Regions from separate parts of the Mus musculus genome. Here region 2 is linked to region 1. A link is a contact called in public HiChIP or PLAC-seq data. All regions are on one chromosome and are shown on one strand. The core of a region is the stretch at or near the end of the contact, and the rest is flanking DNA. Distances in the headings are between cores, read along the strand shown. Region 1 overlaps Il20rb (interleukin 20 receptor beta). Region 2 overlaps Stag1 (stromal antigen 1).

Region 1 (7,929 bases), core at 3,319-5,818:
CTCCTCGGCGTGCTCAACTCTGCCCCACCTGTGGCCAGGAGAGACTCCTTTTAGACTGGTTATGTAAAGTTTTGACTGACCCAATTGTTCAAAACTTGGTTTTCTGATGGAGCAAGGAGTAAATGTTCTAGAATTCCCACAAGCCTTTCCCTTCCAGACCAGACACAGAATTAGCTATTGTTCTACGAAAACCTTGACTTCTTGGAGGATAAACAACGTTGAGAACCAAAATGACGTCATCGGTGTGCATTGTGGAGGGGTTTGATTCTACCCTGCCACTTCAACAGGAAAAAGCAAAAGCACTTTTTTTTTTTAACACCAAACTATGGGTTTCAAATGGTGTGACTTCCAACTTCAGGTGGCACAAAAGACTTGTGCATTTTATGCAGGCGTGACTCCACATTATCCATTGTTTAATTTTGTCTTAGGGTTTCTATTACTGGGAAGAAGAAAAAAAAAAAAACCACCATGACCAAAAGTAACTTGGGAAAGAAAGGGTTTATTTTGCTTACACTTCCAATCCATCAGAGAGGGAAGTCAGAGTGGGAACTCCAGCAGGGAAGGAACCCATAGACAGTTGCTGACACAGAGGCCATTGGCCTTGCTCAGCCTGTCTATCTTATGGATCCCAGAAAGACCAGTCCAGGGACTGCATTGTCCATAGTGAGTTGGGCCCTTCCCCATCATTCACTACTTAAGAAAATGTCCTGCAGGCTTGCCTACAACCCAGTCTTGTGGAGGCATTTTCTTAACTGAAGTTCCCTCCTCCCAGGTGACTCTGGTTTGTCTTAAGTTGACTCCTCTCAGATGACTCTAGCCTATCTTAAGTTGACATTAACCCTGGCCATCAAAGATCTGGTTCTAACAACACACTGTTCCTATGCAAACTTTGACGTCCACAATTGACCCTCCGCAGTTTTGATGCCCAAAGTCAGGTTCTTTCAGAATAAAGAGTATTCATTTGCTTCATCTGATAGCTTAGGAAAATAACTTTTTAAAGAACTATCAATAGAAACAGTACAAACACTGAATAAATTTTGTTTTAGACAGCATACCCCTGAGGATTTGTTGCCAAGTTACTGTGACTCAAATCACACATAATCTCTCACACCAGGGGCTACATGGGGACAGAAGTGTGGGTTCCGGTGTTGGTGTTCATTTTCATCTTTAGAGGGCTGTGACCTGCCCTGGGCCAATTTTATTCTCTATCTTTTCACTTTTTCTTAAGGCTTATTATAAACTCTCGGTATACTAATAATTCGCTTACTAGTAATATCGTATTGTTTAATCATCTCCCTATTGTTCATTGAAATCCAAGCTCCATGAAGCGGGACTTTGTTTTGGGATGATGCTAAGTGTTCTGTGAAGGCACAAGTAGAGAATCTGGGTCTGTGGGAAGCAAGGGCCACATCAATTAACATAATCAAGACAATCCCCCACAGACCTGAGCTCAGGCCAACCCGATCTAGACAGTCCCTCACTCAGAATCTTCCTGCCTGATTCTAGATAGCATCAAGCTGACAATTAGAACTGTTACACAGACAGAGAGAGGAAAGAGGGTTCTAAGAGAGTAAACCAGCTCTGAGGAGGTAGCTATCCCCCCATCAGGAGCAGGCTCTGTTTCTGATGTTCGGGTGGGGTCCAATATCCACATGTTGGGAACCTTAAGAGACAACAGAATAATTGAGAGAGGTCTTTATGTAGCTACAGAGGCCAGCAAAACCAGGGAGCATCCCATGAGAAACTGTAACAGAGGAAGGCTCGGGGTAATTCTTTATTCTGAGCTTAGGTAACAGAGGAATGAAGTCCCTGGGGTGAGGGAGCAGAGAAGAGAGGGGAGAAAAGATGAAGGTTAATGTAAGTATGCAATTTTTAATTCTGTAAACAGCACATTTCCAGACCAGTTGAAATATAACATTTAACACACGCTTCACAAAAGAGTCAAGGCAGAAATATACAGAACAGGACAAAGGCAGGGAGCCTCAGCCCACACCCCTACATATCTGCCCACACCCCTACATATCTCTCCTGGAGTCCCCAAAGTAGAGATGAGGCCGTTGGCATCTGTGCTGAAGACGGACTGGAAGCACCTGGTTGAAACCGTTACACTGTCTCTACCCTTGTCTGGCTGGTGAAGCCCAGGAAGTTGGGGCAGAGACAAGCCAGCTCCAGGTTCCAGAGGGGGAGGTGGTGGTGAGCCTGACTCTGCAGAGAGAGATGAAGCCACCTCCTTTCATCCTCCTCTGACTGAAGCTGTCCTCCACCCCTCCCTCGCTGCCTGGAGGTAGTGATGGTTATGCCTCTAGTCAGGGGTTCCTGATGAGTACCTGAGAGCGACTGAGAAACCCTGAGTGAATTGTCCTTAGGAAGAGAGCTGGTGTGATTTACTGTGGACAAGGTCCTAGGATCTGATGACATTTCATGAACCCACAGCAGCATCCGCGCATGTCCCATCATGGACGGGCTACGGCCTCTCTCGATGTCACCCTCAGCAGAGCGTGCTGACAGGATTTGGCTTGAAGTGAAACAGCCCTCCCATTCTTCCGTCCCTCCTCGGGTTTCCTCTTGTAAAGAGGGAAGTCCAAACCAACAGTGGTCTGAGTTTGATTTGACAAAAGGAGGTTTATTACTCTTGGTTGTTCGGTTGTTTACTTCAGATGGGGTTTCACCGTGTCGTCTAGGCTGTGATTTTCTCTCCCGCTCCTCCAAAGTGCTGAGATTTTGCACCCGGCTGAGTACTCTGATCATTCTTAGCACACGCGTATGCCCCACAGTCCGCATGATCTGAACTCACCGTTGTGCACAGTGCCACCAGTCTCCTTGCCAACCTGCAAGTGCGAGTTTGTATACACACAGAGATGAGGGGAGAAACCATTTAATCCCCACTACAGGTGACAAAGCGGGGGTCCGAGGTATGAAGCCATTTTCTCCACTGTTTTTCAGTGAGCGTATGGTAACTGTGTGTCTGGGGATCACCTCTCTAGACTATTTCTGTCACTCTTGGATGGTCACGCCACTCTGCCTCTGACGGTCACTGCTAGACGTGCACACAGTAGGCTCCTGTTACTTCTCTTTGTCTTTTGTCCACAGAGGAAAACAGAAACACAACCCACCCCATCCAGGGTTCTGGGTCCTGCAGACCAGGCTGTTAATCCATCAGGTCCTTCTCAAGTCTGTGAGATCCAGACCCCAAAGAGATGCTCCGAGGACAGCACAGCCACAGCACAGGCGTCCACCTCCTCCTTCCTGCAGCTGATCAGCTTCTGAGACGAACTGGTTATTTTCTAAAAAATCATTTTCATAAAAATTATTCATTAGACATTGCTTGAGTGGTGGTAGCAACAAAGACTATTGTATAAATCCCTACTATTTAACTTCCTTTTCAAGCACATGTGTGCACTTTCATGAATGTGTGCATATGTGTATATGCATGTGTGCACGTGTGTGTGTCATGTGTATGTGCATGTATGTGTTCATGTGTGCATGTGTGCTTGTGTGTGTTTCTGTGTTTTCACATGTGTAGGTGGATACATGTGCTCTTATGTTCAGGCCCTAGATGGCATTCTAAGTTTTCCTTGATCCCTTGTTCAGCATTTATATAGGTTCTGGGGACCCTAACTCTGATCTTCACATTAGGGGCCTGTCTACAAAAGGCACTTTAAACTTGAACACAGAAGTTTATAAAGGATATACCATATAAGCAACAAACAAAAAGAATTGAATATTATCAAAAATAAAAAGAAACCCATCATAATGCTGAAAGGTTTAGTTAAGAAGATCCAGCAATCAGAAATGTGTACACACTCAAATGCATGAAAATTTTCTGAGTGTGGTGGCACACGCCGTTAATCTCAGCACTTGGGAGGCAGAGGCAGGCAGATTTCTGAGTTCGAGGCCAGCCTGGTCTACAAAGTGAGTTCCAGGACAACCAGAGCTACATAGTGAGACCCTATCTCGAAAAATAAAAAAGCAAAAGTGCATGGAAAGTTGACGAACAGGAAGAAACCGAGGTAGCTACACTCATAGATAGATTCGTTATCGTGTTCTCGCAATCAAGTAGCAGACAGAAGTCGGGGCAAACTCAGTGATCTGAATCAACCCATGAGCGTCCTCACAAGAGCCCTGGTGCTCGGCTCTGCTACTGCTACTGCCTGCTAACACTGTTATGACTACTTGGAAATGACCGAGACAGGAGAGCTGGGTGGAGGGCAACCTGAAGACCTGGTTAAAGGGGGAGTTATTCCTCTTGTCAGGTCTCTTGTAGAGACCTAAAAGCAAGCCACACAAGAGCAGCTTCATAGAAACTGCAGGCTGTTAAGGAGCCCCGACAGTGTGTGGACGACAGCCACAGCTGGTTCTGATGCACTGGAGCAACTGACTGCCCACAAGACAGCACTGTGACACCTTTCAGGTGACAGGGATGGGTGTGTGGGTGTGTGGGTGTGTGTGTGTGTGTGCGCGCGCACGCAGTGCTTCCTGTTTGTTCTTTCTTTCTTTGATTATACTGCTTGGTGTGGTTGAGATCTAGGAGGCCTCTGAAGAGCCACCGGTGGAACATGTGTGAGCGGCTGAGGCCAGCCTTTACTCTTCCCCGGCCAGGGTGCAGGCACACAGGGCCTGCCTACACCTACCCAGAGGCTCAGAGACATGCTCCATGAGCATCCTGGGCTTGTGGGTCCCTGGAAGGACAGCTCTTTGAGCAGTCACTGTGAAGGTCCAGACTGTCGCCCTGGCCTGCTCCATGCCTGTCCAAGGCAAAGCACAGTTCATGCCACACGATCTTCAAACCTGAGAATCGTGAGACTCTTTGCATGCGTGACTCTTGAAACCGTAGGCACCCTGGGCTGAACAACACAGCCAGCCACCCTTTTGGTATTGCTAGATCTGGAGGGCGGGGGAACAGCAAAATGGCCTGCCAGAGCCTCGGGATGCTTACTATACTCTGGAAAAGGGAGAACTCACCCAGACCTTCTGATCAGGAGCTATTGCGACCTGAGCGTTTCCTCAAAAACCACATGTTGGAAACAAAAGCCCAGCGCAATGGGGCTGGGGTAGGAACTGTGGGAGGTAATGTAAAGGCTCAACTACATAAATGTAAACTATAAGGCCTTAAGGCTACCAGTGTGAAATTTTGTTCTATCACATTTAGCCATGTTGTAAGAGCAAGAAGACCTTTACCCATAAGCCCCTTCTGTCTTCATTCCACCATCACCATCCCCAGCCTCCAGAAGCCACTGAACTTCTATTCTCTATAGATGACCTAGTCTGTGGTATTTTATTACAGCATCACAGACTAAGACAAGTGAAGTCCCAATGATGCTTGCTCCAGTCTCTGCATATCTTCATAAACCATGAAAAACATGTCTATGCCCCACTAAGGCCCATGATGCATCTGGCCAGCATCACACTGACAGGTACAGGAATGTTCTTACCAAGGTGTCTGGGAGGACAACGGCGGGGCAGCAAGAATACCGGAGCAGCTGGCCCATCTTCCAGACGGAGAGTAGTACAACCACGAGAATCAGCATGAAGCCAACAAACGCAAACAGAGCTAGTGCCAGCGGAAGAGACTCTCCTATGGACAAATCATAAGAGAAGGCTTGGGAACTGCAGGGAAGGGGAGCCCCAGTCCCGCACCCACCTCCGAGAGTTTCTTAGAGCTGCACTCAGGTCAAGCTGGCAGGTGACACACCCTGCGACTTGGTGTGTCCTCCAATGGCTACAACTACCACCATTCTTCTAGAAGTTCAATTCGAGTGCTGTTTTTCAGAGAGACGATTACCATCTCTGTCTCGGGAAGGGGACGGGGAATGTAAGGCTTTGTTCATGGGAGCATGTGCCTGGCACTGCTACCAGAGGAAGGCAGGCTGCCAGGTCCCAGGCAGGATGAAGAGGAGGTGCTGGAGCAGAACAGCCCAGAACAGGGCTCGGTGGAAGCCAAAAACAAAGTGTTTCACAATTTGCTCTTGGCATTGACTCCGATGATGGAGGAAAATATTAAGTCCCCTAGACAGTCACATAATAACTGACAGATCAAGGGCCTATTACGTGTGCTAGGTCGACTTCCACTCCCTCAGGACTCTGCTAAGGTTCAGGCCTCTGTTCCACACGGTGAGGGCCTCTTTCATGGAAGAGGATGTTATTTATGCTCAAGATGGACTAATGGCCTAGGACAGGATACACAGGAAGGTCTAGCTCCGAAGCCTGTGATGAGTTTGCTAACAAATACAGCAAAAAGCACCAGGTCTGAGCATCTGGAGATGCAGAAGAGAAGAAGAGCTGGTTTCCCACCTCTCTGTTCTATCTAACCTCAAACAACCTGTTTATCACCTCCTGCCTGGGCCTTTCACCCACAATGTGACTCAGCTCATGAAGCTGTGGCGTGTAGGGTGGGGCTTATGTATTGTTTCAATTTTGGAAAATACTTTGGCAGTAGACATCAAAAACCGTACAATGTTCATACGCTTCCAATGCCCTCCTGTGATGTCCATTCCCAGAAAGTTATTCCAAGGAAGGAAATAGGTATGTACATCAGTCAGTGCACAGGAATGTCCAGACAAGAGCCGCAGCCAGTCTCCTTCCTGCCAGGTTGTGTCCTGCCATTCATGCATCCCTGTGTGCTGTGCCTCTCCACACACACACACACACACACACACACACACACACACACACACACATACACACACACACACACCTCACATGTTATTAATTTGCTGTTTGCTTCCATAACTGGAAGGCAGGGACTCCCTTCTCTGCCCCAGTGGACAGGCCAAGATTTGACATGTACTCAGTGCTCTGCAAATATCAAAATAAAAGGAAGGACTTCATCTTCCAGAGCCAATGGGAATGATTTAAATGCCAAACAAAACAGGCTGATGGAAGATATTACAGAACATTGGCATGGTAGGTTAGCAATTCGGCTCTTAAAAGAAGAAACAGGATAGACAGATTACAATTTGACTGATAATGGAAAATATTTGGAGAGTAAATGGTATCGCTAACAATAAAGATATACTTGCACATATTGGCATACCGTGTGTCTTTAGAAAGGAAGGTAAGCCAAGCATGGTGGCATAAACCTTTAATCCCAGCATTTGGAGAAAGAAACAGATGTATCTCTTGAGTTCTAGGCCAGCCTGATTTACATAGTGAGTTTCGGGACATCCAGAGTATATAGTAAGACCCTGTATCAAAGAAGAAAAAGAAGAAAGAAGAGAAAAAGGAGGAGGAGGAGGAGAGAGAGAGAGAGAGACAGAGAGACAGAGAGAGAGAGAGAGAGAGAGACAGAGAGAGAGAGAAGAAGGGGAAGAAGAAGAAGAAGAAGAAGAAGAAGAAGAAGAAGAAGAAGAAGAAGAAGAAGAAGAAGAAGAAGAAGAAGAAGAAGAAGAAGAAGAAGAAGAAGAAAGAGGGGGAGGAAGAGGAGGAGGAGGAAGATGAGAAGGAGGAGAGGGAGAAGAAAAGGGAGATGAAGGAGGAAAAGGAGGAGAGTGAGGAGGAGGAGGGAGAGAGAGAGGAGAAGAAGGAGGAGGAGGAGGAGGAGGAGGAGGAGAGAAGGACAAGGAGATGGAGACGGAGACGGAGACGGAGAGACGGAGACGGAGACGGAGAGACGGAGAGATGGAGAGACGGAGAGACGGAGAGACGGAGATACGGAGAGACGGAGAGACGGAGCCGGAGAGACGGAGCAGGAGCCGGAGAGACGGAGAGACGGAGAGACGGAGAGACGGAGACGGAGACGAAAGAGGAAGAGGAAGAGGAAGAGGAAGAGGAGGAGGAGGAAGATGAGGAGGAGGAGGGAAAGAAGGGGAAGAAGAATGAAGGATTTGCCTGTAAAAATGTACTTGTGACTTTTCTTAGTGTTGTGATCAAATGCCTAACTAGAAGCAAGGAAAGGGAGGGAGAGTTTATTTTGACTCTCACTCTGAGGAT
Region 2 (7,929 bases), core at 3,118-5,617, 270 kb after region 1:
AGGTATATTCTTTTGTTTTAGTGTGAAATGTCCTGTAGATACCTGTTAGATCCATTTGGCTCATAACTTCTGTTAGTTTCACTGTGTCTCTGTTTAGTTTCTGTTTCATTGATGAGAGTGGAGGTGTTGAAGACTCCCACTATTATTGTGAGAGGTTCAATGTGTGTTTTGGGCTTTAGTAAAGTTTCTTTTATGAATGTGGTTGCCCTTGCATTTGGGGCATAGATGTTGAAAACTGATGCTTCATGTCAGCGGATTTTCTCTTTGGTGAGTGTGAAGTATCCTTCCCCATCTCTTTTGATAACTGAATTTCTTGGATGTTTTTCTCAGGAGCTTTTTTTTTTTTTTTTTTTTTTACATTTTGTATTTTCTTTGATCCTTGTGTCAGTATATTCTATGGTATCTTCTGTGCCTAAGGTTCTTCTGTCTCTTGTATTCTGTTGGAGATGCTTGCATCTGTAGCCCCTGTATCTCTCCTAGGTTTCCCATCTCCAGGGTCGCCTCCACTTGTGATTTCTTTATTGTATCTGTTTCCATTTTTAAGTCCTGGATCGTTTTGTTCAATTCATTTACCTGTTTTGTTGTGTTTTCCTGTATTTCTTTAAGGGATTTGTTCATTTCCTCTTTTAGGACTTCTGGCTGTTTGTGTTTTCCTGTGTTTCTCCTTAAAGGCCTCGCTCTATCATCTTCACAAGACGGGATTTTAGGTTAGAACCTTTCTCTTTAGGTCTGTTAGCGTATCCAGAGCTTGCTTTGTTGGGAAAACTTGGTTCTGATGGTGGCAAATTATATTGGCTTCATATTCTTGTTCTTGCCTCTCAACATCTGGTTATCTGAGGTGTTACGTGGCTTGGGTGTATGAGGGTGTAGTTTGAGGAGGTGCAGAATAAATTAATATGAAGTCCAGAGGTTGATGTTGAATATCCTTTGTAGTTTCCTATTTTTTATTTTTTTCTCTTGGTCTTGTGAGACAGGATTTCTTTATGTATCCCTCCCTAGGAGTCCTGGAACTCATTTTGTAAACCAGGCTCAGAAATCTCCCTGCTTCTGCCTCTCAAGTGCTAAAATTGAAGTTGTGTGCTCCAGTGCATGGCTTCCACTTTTCTTGTATTTTGATGCAGGGTCTCTCACTGAGACATGAAGCTCAACAATTCAGCTACATTGGTTGGCCAGTGAGCATTATTGTTCTGTTATTACTTACCTTCCTCTCACAGGAGTTGAATGCCCTTGTGCCATTATACGTAACTTTTGTAGAGAGTGCTGTGCATCTAATGTCTCCTTACGTTTCCATGGCAGGTATCTTACCAATGAGGCTGTTTTTCCAGCTCCCCCTTTTATGTTTCTGAGACAGTCATGTGAAACCTAGGCCTTTTCTCCCTCTGCCTCTCAAGTACTGGAATAACAAGCATAAAACAACACACCTGTCTGCTTGTCTCCCCCCACCCCCCAAGCCATTCTTTCTTGGTATATGTGACTGTTGCTGGGGTTTGTATTCTAATTTCTCTTTTAGTTCTAATCTTGTATGTTGATTTGTATTTTCAATGTACTGTCACATTCCTGAGTTTTAATTGTATCATTTTTATTTCACCTCTATGGTTTTGACTAGGATTTGTTGTAGTATGTTGAACACAACCTATGAAAAGTTACCATATTTGTCTTACTCTATATTTAGAGAAAGCTTTCCAACTTTTTTCTGTTCAGTATGTGGGTTTTCTACTAAGTAAGTGGGTTTGTCTCATGTGGTTTTATTTATACTGAAGCACATTTCTTTTTTAAGTAATTTGTTGGGAATTAGTTTCAGGACATTTTGAATCATGTCAAATGATTTATATCTGTTAAAATGATCCTACTTTTTTGTTTGCCCTTAGTTCTTTTGTTGTCATGTGTTAAGTTTATTGAATACCTTATATATTGCTTGATTCTTGGAAGTAATTTTATTTTATTTTTTCTGTTTGGTTGGATTTGTCAAACCAAATGGTTTTTCTTTGTTGAAAGACCCCCCCCCCCCCTTCCCCAATCAGGGTTTCTCTGTGTTAGTCCTGGCCACCCTGGAACATGCTCTGTCAATCAGGCTGACCTTGAACTCAGATTCACCTGCTTTGCCTCCTGAGTGCTAGGATTAAAAGTGTGTACCACATGCATGCACTACATAATACATTTATTTACTTATTATTTTGCTGCCCTACTTTTTGGAACAGGTTCTCAATGTAGTCTAGGCTGGCCTTTACCTGTAATTGAGGATGATCTTGAATTCATAATCTTGCCGCTTTCATCTCCCAAGTACTACCTACAGTTATCGCTTGTGCCACCATTACATATCATATTACTTGTTGCTAGTTCATTGAAATTTTTTATTTCTCTGTGATTTGATCTTGGTACATTTTATGTTTCTAGGAATTTATCTGAGTTCTTGAAAGCAGACAGTACCAGTACTTTTTGTTAGGAGCAACATGTTAACAAATTACTTTTTTCCCCAATATTTCTTTTCATTTTTATTTTATGCATATTGATATTCTGCCGACTTGTATTCTGTGTGTGAGTGTGCTAGATTCTCTGGACCTGGAGTTACATACAGTTGTAAGCCACCATGTGGGTTCTAGGAATTGAACCTGGATCCTTTGGAAGATTAGCCAGTGGTCTTAACCACTGGGCTGCCTTTCCAGCCCCTGTTAACAGATTGTTAATTGTCATTTTCATAATCATAATGTGTATAATATGCTATTTTTCCTAAATTATTTTTTTCATTTTAATAATCTTAACTTGCAATTGTCCTACTTAATTTTTATTTTATGTCTGTGTTAATAATATAGCCATAGTCACAGTTATTATGGGTTCTGTTATAACACTTGCAATAAAATGAACCTTCCACTCAAGTGGAAACAGAAGTTTTTTTTTCTGATATCTTTAAAGATTATGTTTCCAGTACTATAGCTATGTCTGTACCTGGAGAAATCATTATATAGAATGCAAATAGTCACTTGAGTCATTGGTGATTATGTTTTTGATTAAGGAGGTATTTGATTCTATGTTGCTGACTACTGACTAATTAAGGTATCAGCTGCTAATTATGTGAGTGGTTTCAGTAATTTTCTTGACATTAACTATTTTATGGACGACTTCTCTGTATTTTTAATGCCCAGTTTATCATTACTTTCTTCTAAATTAAGAGTTTTTTGTTCATAGCTATGTGTTTGTGTGGATGCATATGTGAGTGTGTGTGCACGTGGCACATTGGAAATTAGAGGAAAATCTTAGGGAGTCAATTATCTTTTTCCACCTTCATGTGGGGGGTTCTGGGGATTATACCCAGGTTATCAATCTCGTTCTTGCTTGTGCCTTTACTGTTTTTAGCAACCCTACTGGGAGTTGATTCCATCTCTAGAAACGTCTTTCTTTGCTTACTTTTAAGAAGCAGGCCGTCATCCATTCATGTTGTACTGTGGAATTATAGTAAAGCAAAGTTTCAGACTTTGCCAGTGGTTTATACCACATATGCCTTATTTGTAATTTTAGTTCTCATTAGTTTTGCCTCATATGTGATATTTTTCCCATTGTAGTCTTTAGGCGCCCAAAGTCGTTATTTCAAACTGGCTTCACCTAATTTAAGACTTAGGCTAATCCTGATATTTTGATCTCCTAACATAAGTGACAAATGTCCCTTACAGTGTGAAGGTTTTCAGTTTATTTTGTCTAGATCTGTCAGCAGGATTACTGTCTGTGGTAGTTTTGCCTCATTATTTCTTTAATTGAAAGGTTGTAAAGCTAAAATAGTTCCTGAGTCATAGGTTGGTGAATGAATGTTACTTTAGCAGGCATGAAATTAATCTCGTTATATATGTCTCTGTCATAGCTCAAAGATGAACAGGTAGTTGTCAGCTAGCAGCAGTAATTTTGAAAGGAATGTTCACTGCCCGCTGATCTGAACTGTGGGTATGAAATACTCAGTAAATATGATAGTTTGTATATGCTTGGTCCAGGGAGTGGTACTATTAGGAGGTGCGGCCTTGTTGGATAGGTGTGTAGCTGTGGATGTGGGCTTAAGATCCTCATCCTAGCTGTCTGGAAATTAGTAGTTTTCTACTAGCAGCCTTCAGATAAAGATGTAGAACTCTCAGCTTCTCCTGCACCATGCCTGCATGGATGCTATCATGTCCCCGCCTTGATGATACTGGACTGAACCTGTAATCCAACCCCAGTTAAATGTTGTCTTTTATAAGACTTGCATTGGGCGGTGGGGGGAAGACTTGCATTGATCATTGTCTGTTCTCTGCACTAAGACAGTAAACCAGATTGTAAACAGACAAGCGTGTCATTCAGGCATTGCTCTGTTTGTACATCATAGAGTTGTTTTAGTATAATTTTGAGGGGCCTCATGATTCAGAATGGGAATTAAGCATCAACTTCCTCTCAAAGTTATGATTTGTATCAGCCTTTAACAAGACAGTCATTTTTCTCTTTAACTTTTGAATGCAGACATCCCCTCTAGCTTTGAAAGTTTTAGATGGCATCTTACTCCTATGTGAGGCTGTTTAATCAACAGTACAAAGCCATTATTTACTGACTGTAGGATGGTACAGTGGTTAAAGGAGTTGAAACACAGGTATGAGGACTGGGGCTTAGATTCTCAACATAATGTAACCAACTGTCAGGTGAGCTTGGTGGCCTGCTTGTAATTTCAGTTTCAGAAGTCAGAGATAGGGTATCCCTAGCCATAAGTTGGCAATAGCTATAACTGCATTGTCTGTGTTTGATTGAGAGAGACCTTTTTGAATAAAGTAGTGGTGGAATTTGGGATTTTAAGATTGGAAAAAAAAAGTGGCTGTTTTGTAGGGGCAGGTTTATTTCGAATAAACCTGAGTAAGCAGTCATATGGTCATATGAGAAGGTAAAGGAACAAACGTCTTTTACAGTTGGGTCTGTTACATTGGCAAGGGACCTGAGTCCCACTTCAGCTAGGTATTGTTACTAGTTAAATGAGAATGTGCAGGAATGGTATGAGTAGTATTGATTTTAGGGAATTAACTTTTGGGAATTGAAATTGTTAGCCACATTGAAGGGGATTTCTGCTTTACAGGAGTATAGTTGTTAAGAAGGACATGCTGACTGGAATTGGGTTGCCTCTGAGTCTGGGAGGAGAGTTATGTTCATGTTATTAGCATGATTCCTAAAATCTCAGGCCTCTATGCTTTCATACACTGATGGTCCTCTAAATGTGTAGGTCCCCCCCCCCCTACAAACATGAGTACATATCACACACACACACTCACACACACACACACACACACACCTGAAAAAAGGGAAAAATTTATTACTTAGTATAACCATCTTTCTTGATTATTTTACTTAGGTATTTTGAGATAACTTATTGAAGGTTTTCATTAGAACTCCTTTCACTATGTGCTTTTTTTTTGTTGTGGGATGACATCTTGTGTGTGTACTTGTGTTCTTGTATGGTATGGATGTAAATGAATGTGCAAGTGCATATGTGCTCACACATAAGTGGAGGTTTGAGGTCCAGTATAGTTCCTTGGGTCCTAACCCTGCTGATTAAGTTAAGCTGTGTGACTGGCCAGCAAACCCTGGTAATCTTCCTGTCCCCACATCCCACTTATGTGAAATGCTCATACTGCCTCCTTGCCTTTTAATATTTATTTACTTAATGTTATAACAAATTCTAGGGCTCAAACTCAGCTCTTCATGTTTACCTCGTAAGCCTGTGATTGTCACCTTGCCTTAAACCTCCTTAACCCTTCCTTATTAGATTCAAATTGTTTACTGCTCCTTACTCCTTTTGCATTTGAAGAGAGTTGGGCTCCTTATTAGGGATTAGGTTTTGTCTCAATGGACTTTTGCAGCTGCTTTAGTTAGTTCAGCGCTGTAACTCTCTCCATACCATCATTAATGCCAGTTTGCTTTTTTACTTGATTGTTTGCTTCAGCAGTACTTTTTAACTTCCTCAAGAATGTATTCTTTCCATCCAAACTTGATTAAACTCTTTGGCGCAAGAGGTCTACCCTTTTGCCTTTCTAGGTTTTGACATATCTTTTACTGTACACAATCATTTAGAACTTTTAATTTGGTGAGATGATCTGATGCCTTTAATCTATGCACTCAAAGTGGCAGATCTCAGAGTTTAAGTCCAGTCTGGTTTATATAGTGAGTTCCAGACCAGCCACAGCTGCACAGTGAAACTTTGCGTTAAAAGAAAAAAATAGAAAAGAAAAGGGAAAAGGAAAAGGAAAAGAAAAAAGGAATTCACAACCCTGTGCCATTTACAAAGATGGGGTAAAAAAAAACCACCCCTCTTTTGATTTTAAATAAGTGACTTATGCCTCTTAAGTTCGTGTAGGGTTGTTAACTACCTTAATTTCAGTATTACTGCATCTCAGGAAATTAGTACTTTTTAAAGAGAAGACAAAAGGTGATGTCAGGGTACAGATGGTATGTTTCAACTTTGTCATCTTGTAGGCTTCTAGTTCTAATAACAGTATCAACAGCAAAGGTCACTACAATCAACATAATAGTGATGAAAGTTAAAATGGTTTGAAATAACTAATTTTCATAATGTATTTAAGACACACAGTATATGGTTTTGGAAAATGATACCAATATGCTTTCTCAAGTCATGGTTGCCACATTCTTGTGTGAAATCCAAAATGCAATAAAATAGTATAATCTCTAAACAGACACAAGATTCGGTATAATGATTATAACTTGGTGATTTGACTGATACACAATCATATCTGATTATAGTCCCCACTTTCTTGATTCATATGCAGTCTTAGGACTTAGGCTGACATTCCTCAGATGAATGTACTGTCGGGTTTTTTGTTAACTTGACACAAACTAAAGGCATCAGAGAGGAAGGAACCTCAGTTGAGAAAATGTATTCATAGGGTCCAGATGTAAGTTTTCTCAGTCATCAGTTGGTAAGGGCTCAGCCCATTGTAGGTGGTAGGTAGCCTTGGGTTTTATAAGAAAGCAGGCTGAACAAGGCTAACAAGCCAGTAAGCAGCACCCCTCCATGGCCTCTGTGTCAGCTCCTGACTCCAGGTTGCTGCCCTGTGTGAGTTCCTGTTCTTACTTCCTTCTGTGATGAACAGTGGTGTGGAAGCCAAATAAATGATTTCCTCCCTAACTTGCCTTTTGTTTATATTGTTTTGTCATAGCAATTGAAACCCTAATTAAGATAATGTCTCAGGAAAGTAGACCCCAGCTATTCCCCAGGAAGACTACAGATTCATTTTCAGATGTCTGAGCGATTCTTATTTACATGTATCTAATGAACCAGAGTGTCTAACTAGGGTTTTACTGCTGTGAACAGACACCATTAGCAAGGTAACTTCTTGTGTGTGTGTGTGTGTGTGTGTGTGTGTGTGTTTAAATTTTAGTGTGTATATTTTTAACATGTTCAAAAGGTTGTTTTTTTTAAACCATTTTTTAAAATCTCTTAATTTTTATAGTTTCTTCTTCCATTTCTTCTCAAACTTCTTCATCTGTCCATGAGGCATACATATCCATCTTTAAGAAATCCAACATCATGTTCTAGTTCTTTGATTTTTCTCTATATGAATTTACATGGTTTTGCTATGGGAAATAGGTTAGTTACATTTAGTTATATTTCAATGTGAACCAAATAATTTTTTATTATTATTCTTTAATCTGTTTTTATAGTTCAGTCCTTATCCCCCTCCTAGCTTGCCCTCTGACTGTTCCTCATCCCATACCTCCTCCCCAAGAGAATGTTCCCAGCCCACTGGACCTCCCCACTCCATGGGGCCTCAAATCTCTTGAGGTTAAGTGGGTCTTCTCTCACTGAGGCCAGACCAGGCAGTCCTCTGCTGTTATGTGTCAGGGCCTCATGTCAACTGTTGTATGCTGCTTGGTTGGTGGCTCAGTGTCTTGAGAAATCTCATGGGTCCAGGTTAG

The links. HiChIP or PLAC-seq counts read pairs in DNA pulled down with a chosen protein or histone mark.
Region 2: a BATF HiChIP or PLAC-seq map of CD8 T cells shows a contact between it and region 1, with 6 read pairs. The contact joins two enhancer-like sites. A contact is called at or near these places in 2 of 115 datasets of contacts at active chromatin or transcription factors (CD8 T cells and bone marrow-derived macrophages) and 2 of 9 other capture datasets (adipose tissue and liver).

What each region holds. Positions count from the first base shown.
Region 1 is chr9:100,455,958-100,463,886 of GRCm38.p6, forward strand. It overlaps Il20rb (interleukin 20 receptor beta), which reads right to left. Exons shown (of 7, transcript NM_001033543.3): 6 at 5,433-5,575; 7 at 1,762-3,284. The coding sequence ends at 3,168. Among named protein-coding and RNA genes, the nearest start is that of Gm28166, 10 kb to the left of the region's middle. Within about 2 kb of position 4,569, at least 67 of the 459 cell types and tissues checked have an H3K27ac peak or open chromatin away from gene starts, as enhancers often do. A contact at or near this core is called in CD8 T cells, where this site is marked.
Region 2 is chr9:100,724,939-100,732,867 of GRCm38.p6, forward strand. The region is part of intron 3 of Stag1 (stromal antigen 1); the gene reads left to right. Among named protein-coding and RNA genes, the nearest start is that of Stag1, 85 kb to the left of the region's middle. Within about 2 kb of position 4,368, at least 9 of the 459 cell types and tissues checked have an H3K27ac peak or open chromatin away from gene starts, as enhancers often do. A contact at or near this core is called in CD8 T cells, where this site is marked.